Regions from separate parts of the Zea mays genome. Here region 1 is linked to region 2. Evidence: chromatin contacts called from public Hi-C data. All regions are on one chromosome and are shown on one strand. Each heading gives the region's core, a stretch centred on a gene start, on an enhancer-like site or on the middle of the called end of the contact. The rest is flanking DNA. Distances are from core to core; before and after follow the strand shown. Region 1 holds the start of LOC100216720. Region 2 holds the start of LOC100281080 (adaptor complexes medium subunit family protein).

Region 1 (2,700 bases), core at 157-2,656, 230 kb after region 2:
CAACAGATTTTATCAAATGCATGTGCTAGCCTCTTGTAATCATCTTGTAAATCCCCTATTATTTTTTCATCTATTCTCGTTGTTCATCTATGTAAGATCTAATAGCTTGGATTTCGTTTGTTTCACTTACCTTGGGGGTAGTTATAGTAGGTCGGAGCGAAGCCAAATCAGTCGCCCATTGTTGGATGACCTTGTGATTCCTATCCACCTTGAAGTTGGTTAGGAATTTGGCCTGGAGCTACTTGATCAACTATTCTTTGTGCTCCTCGAATTCCTGCTGATTTTCAGTCGACAGAGTCTCCTTAGTCGATTCAATGATGTTGCTGGGAGAGACATAAGAGTGATCTTTTGAATCGGCCATTGAGGGTCGATCTAATAGATCTTCACGCCTTGTCACTAGCAGAGTCACCAAAAAATGTGTTGGCATCGATGTGGGCGCCAATCACTGCGAGGTGTACTGGCGGCGATGCTCTCTGCGGTAGCATGGACGGTCCACGCCCTAGGACCAGACGGTCTGCGACCTGCGGCAGGAGCGAGTTCTTCTCTGCGACGAAGCCGGACGGTCCGCGCCTGGTGGCCAGACGATCCGTGTGTGCAAAGACGGTGGCGTTCGCCAACAACAACTGGATCTGACCCCCGGGAGAGATCCTGTCAGTGAAGAGAGATCCTAGGGTTTGTCTTAGGATCGACAGACCACCCAAGATGGCTCCAGACGACGTAGAGCCGAAGAAAGTTGAAATCGGAGATGAGAAGGCTAAGTTACTGATACTCCTGAGGCTTGATTTGGTGACAAAGGGATCCCGGAAGGATTGGAGGGGATTGAGGGGGAAATAAACTAATTTCCCCCTCAATCCCCTCCAATCCTCTCGGGATCCCGGGTCACCAAATCAGTTATGAGGCATGAAAAGTAGAAAACCGCTAAATAGATTGAATGGTTTGATGGTTGGTTGTTCAATCGGCCGTACACATTCCAATTTATATGAATAGGTCTGAATTCGTTTCTAAATATTTTCTAACAAATCTTACAAGTTTAGAGAGATAAACATCGTGTGGACAAAGAAGCTTAACCGCCTGATCTAATTCTATTGGAACCGTCTGGTCGTATTCAGTGCTATAAACGGTGGTCAAGTTATAAACTGCTTTCCTAGAGTTCAACCGAAAAAAAATAGGAGTAGCAAATATGCGCCGGCGAAAACCTAGGAGTTTGATGAAAGTTGAAAGCGACCACTTGAGATTTGAAAGCGGCTTGCCCGGGTGCCGGCCCCGGGCCCCGTCCAACCCCCCCCCCCCCCCCCCCCATCTTGTCGTTTTTTGCGCGCCGTCGCCTCCCTTTCTCCCCCAAAACCATCCATCGTCTCTGCCCGCCATCCCATTTCCCAATCGCCTCCAACCCCCCACACCCCGCCCGCCGCAAACCCCTCCATTTCCGCCGCATTTCCCTCGCTGTCCCAGCTCACCGGTCGGTCGGGTGCTGGGGCTCGCGGCTCCTCTCTTCCTGGGGCCTGGAAGGGACGGGGAAGGATGCAGGCCGCGACCAGGAGCGTCTCTTGCATCGGCGCGCAGCCGTCCGTCCTCATCCGGTGCGGCGGTGGTGCGCTGTCCGCTTCGCCCGGCGGCCTCGGAGGAGGGGGATGCAGGGTCCGGGTCGTCGCCGTGCTGCGGTGCTGCGCACAGGAGAAGCGTCCGCCTCGGGTGCGGAAATCCAAGGAGGAGAGAAGGGAGATGGTGGAGTCCTTCATCAACAGGCGCGTTCTGTGCCCATCTCTCCGTTCCCACGTGGATGCACATCTTGCGTTTGGAATAATTCCGCGTCCGCAGCTTAGTCTGATCGATACCGAAATGTATTGAGCCAACCAGTGTCTTTTAGTGGTAGTTGGTAAAAGACACGATCCCAAGCCAGATTTAGGCTATGTTTGAATGCACTAGAGCTTAGAGCTAATACCTAGCTAGCTAAAAAGTTGCTATTGGAATTAGCTGGCTAATTATTAGCTGATTTTAGCTAGATTGAACCAACTTATAACTAATGGATAGTTGGGTGTAGTTACTTAGTTGGACTATTAGTTGGGGGTGTTTGGATTTCTCCAACTAAAAATAGCTAATAGCTGAACTATTAGCTATGTTGTTTGGACGTGCTGACTATTAGCTCTAGTGCATACAAACATGGCCTTAGTTTTTGGACTACCTCAAGCCGTTTGCCCGTTAAAATCTAAAATGTTGATTTTGTCTTATTATATCTAATAGTGAGCCACCCATTTGTGTCAAGAACAATCAAATTTGAAATTTTTTGTGTCATTACCTGTGCTTATAATTTGTGGCATTTATCTAAAATTTGGCTCGACATGTAGAGCGGTGCATTTAATTTGAGATGGTTCATGATTTTTGTTTGGTTCTTGTTTGTCCGCTGAATGAATATCCTGCAGGCAAACAAGGCAACTGAAAATTGCTAATCCAGTTCACAATGTTAATTTTTGCTCTGTTTCAGCTATCGAGCTTCAAACGAAGGAAAATTCCCATCGGTTAACCTTACACATAAGGAAGTTGGAGGGTCATATTATATAGTTCGTGAAATCGTGAGGGATATCATCCAAGAGAATAGAGTCCTTGGTCCTGGTGGCTTAGATGCTATGGTGCTGAATTTTGAAGATTTTGCTGATTCTTCAGGGTCATCCATGAAGCATGAACTGGGTCAAGACAATATCG
Region 2 (3,029 bases), core at 271-2,770:
TGATTGAGCAGCACCAACAGGGGAAGAGACTGATGCAGTTGGTGCTGCAACAGGTGCGGCAATAGGCTTCGCTCGTGCTGAAATACCTATACTTCCAGTCAATGAATCCAAGAGTCCACCAACAGATGGCCCAGAGCTAACAATCACCTCAGGTTCAGCAATATCACCAGTAATTATGTCCCCAACAACTTGTGCAACCATAAATGCTCTACATTGAACATAAAGTGTAAGCATGCAAGCTAAAAGCTAGTTAGGTTGCTGGTGTTGAACTATATCAACTTTTTATGTAGCATTCATGATGGTTAATTAAATGTTAAAGATGTCATAATATCACTTCCAAAAAAATCTTCAAGGGGGTCCAAGGGCTTTGCTCTCTGTTTTTGATCTTGCCTACGTTTTTATACATTTGATGAAGTCCTAGTTGGTTGATGGTCAACAGAATGAAACTTCATTACTTCAATACAGAAGAACATGAAATTATAGTAGGTAAGCAAACTTACATTACCCTGTTATGCATGGAAGATTGAACAGGATTGAAGAAAGATTGTTGTTCTCCTTGGCCGAACCCCCACAATCAGACCTTTTCAAGAGATTCTCATATGCTCTAAATGGCTGAGGATCCACCAGAGGCAACACAAGGACATAGTACCCTCCACGCTTTTGTAGGACCACAGGCCACAGCATAAAGGGATCTCCTTCCTCTTTATCCATGTGTAATGAGATAATGTGGCGGGTAATTGGATCATCAACCCAAGAATCCAGTCCCACAGATGATACGTTTGTTCGGATGCCTGAACTGCGTGCAGTGCCCTCCCTGCAGAGTGTCAAATATGTATCACGTCTGTTCTCACACAGGCTTACAGTTTCAGAGAATGAAATGCAGACAACTAATCGCAATTCTTGTAAGAACCATAGCTACTTATTTGTTTGTTGCTATACATTCATTAGGAGCTCTTAGGTTGTAGTGTTTTCAGACACGAAAAAATGTATCATTTTATCACTAGTCAGAAACTCTGAATATGTCCTAACACCCGTCCCAATTCACTTGTACTCTCAACTAAAATTCAGTTACTGATATTTAAACATCCACAACACAGAAAGCTAGCTCAAAGCCAAAGATAAAAACAGAGCAAACCTTCTCCGGCGCTCGGCGAATGCGGCGGCGACCTCGTGGTCGGCGGGCAGCGGCATCTTCGCCGCCCCGGTGCCCCAACGGTGTCTCTCTCCGTCTCCTTCTTCCTCCTCCCACGCGGCACGCCACCGCTTCTCCACCACAGCGAACCGCCTGGTGCAAGAGAGGAAGAGGTGAGCCCCATGGGATCAGAGGGGGCAATCCTGACGGGAAAGCTCGGATGGGTACCTGGAGAAGGCTACTGTGTCGTTGGGCGTAAGGATCCAGATGGCGCGTATGCTGCACCCGCCGCCGGACATGGCCGAATGGCTAGGAGGGAGGAGGAGCCGCACCCGGCGGTACCGCTGACGCTGCTGCTGCGTTGCTGCGGGACGAGGTCGGAGGAGGAGGGCGACCTGATGGGCTATCTGGGCCGAGTAGGATGTTTCCAAAATTTTAACACAGCAAATGTTGGGCCGGGCAACATATATGTGGCCCAATTGCCTCTAGGCCCGATGCTCCTTCATGTTTTTTATATTTTTTATTTGCAAACCGAGAGTCCGAGACTGATATACACATTTATACGTTAACAGTGTCCTATTTTCAAAATTAAGGCTTAACTCATAAAAACAACTTTTCCACAGTGTCATATTTTATAATTATTTATTAGAATTAGAAAAATATAAGACAGACCTTGAAGTGACATAAATATACTACACCCTAGATCAGTGTCATATCCTTGTTTGATACATTATTCTCAATATTTTATTTTCTAAATACATGATTTAGGGCATAGTTGTTGGAGCTCAACTTTTTTAGTGCTCTAAACACTTTAAATAATGTAGTATTTTAATTTTGTAACATTATTTTGACTCTTAAGGTATTTTATTGGAGATATTCAATGGACTGCTGGACCGAGGTTGCCTGCATCCGCCTCTAGCGGCAAGGATCATCATCGGAGCATGGGGTCATCATCGGAGCATGGGGGCATTCAAGGGACACATGCTCCTAGGCACCCTATTCCTACTAGTGGGGTTCTAGTAAGGCTAGGCAAAAAAAACCCGTAACCCGAACCCGAAATACCCAAAACCCGAATTTTGTTCGGAAATTTCGAGTACCAACTTGCAAAACCCGAATTTGTTTTGGGTAATTCGGGTATCATGATCGGGTACCCGAAATACTCGAATTACCGGAACTTTCATGTGTCATGTACTCATGTCAGTCTTAATTATTAATTTGTACATCTATAATTATACGTATGTGTGCATGACTTGTGATTTTAGATTGCTTGTGTTTTTATGTCCATATGTATCATTATTCAAACTGTATTTTTATACTAATTTAATAGAGTGCATGTGTTTTTATAAAGCTGACACAACAGTTCGGGTAGTTCGAGAATACCCGAACCCGAAATTCTGGGTACCCGAATTTTTGGCTATTGTAAAACTCGTTGTAATTTGGTATCGATTCTCAAAACACGAAATTTTAAATACCCGAATTACCCGACCCGAAATTTATGGGTAACCCGAATGCCCACCCCTAGGTTCTAGTCATTTGGTCTTCGGCGACGTGCCACATTGTGTGGCTAAAGGTCACCTAGAGATGGGGTAAATAGGTGAAATCTGAAATTTAACACTTAACAACAAAAAACTTCGATCCCAAATAGGTGTTAGAACCATAAGGAATATGATCGGAGTAGGGAGAACTTGGAATAGAAGAGTAAGAACATAAATCGCAAATGGACACACACAAAAACAACCGATTTGGTTTACCGAGGTTCGATTCCAAAGAACATATGTCCCCGTTGAGGTGTCCTAAAGGACGAGGTCTCTTTCAACCCTCTCGAGTGATTCCGAAGATCAAACTCGAGCCCTCTCTTGTTTTCTCAATCGATCAAGAGACCTTTGGCTCCCATAAG

What was found. Hi-C and Micro-C count contacts between places; a contact is called where the count stands out from the background.
Region 1: a Hi-C map of leaf shows a contact between it and region 2, with 7 times the contacts expected there. The contact joins the promoter of LOC100216720 here to the promoter of LOC100281080 in region 2. A contact is called at or near these places in 14 of 25 Hi-C or Micro-C datasets (bundle sheath, ear, endosperm and 4 more).

The regions. Positions count from the first base shown.
Region 1 is chr10:27,594,623-27,597,322 of Zm-B73-REFERENCE-NAM-5.0, forward strand. LOC100216720 reads left to right here and starts at 1,407. Exons shown (of 4, transcript NM_001143125.1): 1 at 1,407-1,745; 2 at 2,483-2,700. The coding sequence starts at 1,522.
Region 2 is chr10:27,367,575-27,370,603 of Zm-B73-REFERENCE-NAM-5.0, forward strand. LOC100281080 (adaptor complexes medium subunit family protein) reads right to left here and starts at 1,521. Exons shown (of 8, transcript NM_001153999.1): 1 at 1,361-1,521; 2 at 1,136-1,285; 3 at 506-814; 4 at 1-208. The coding sequence starts at 1,431.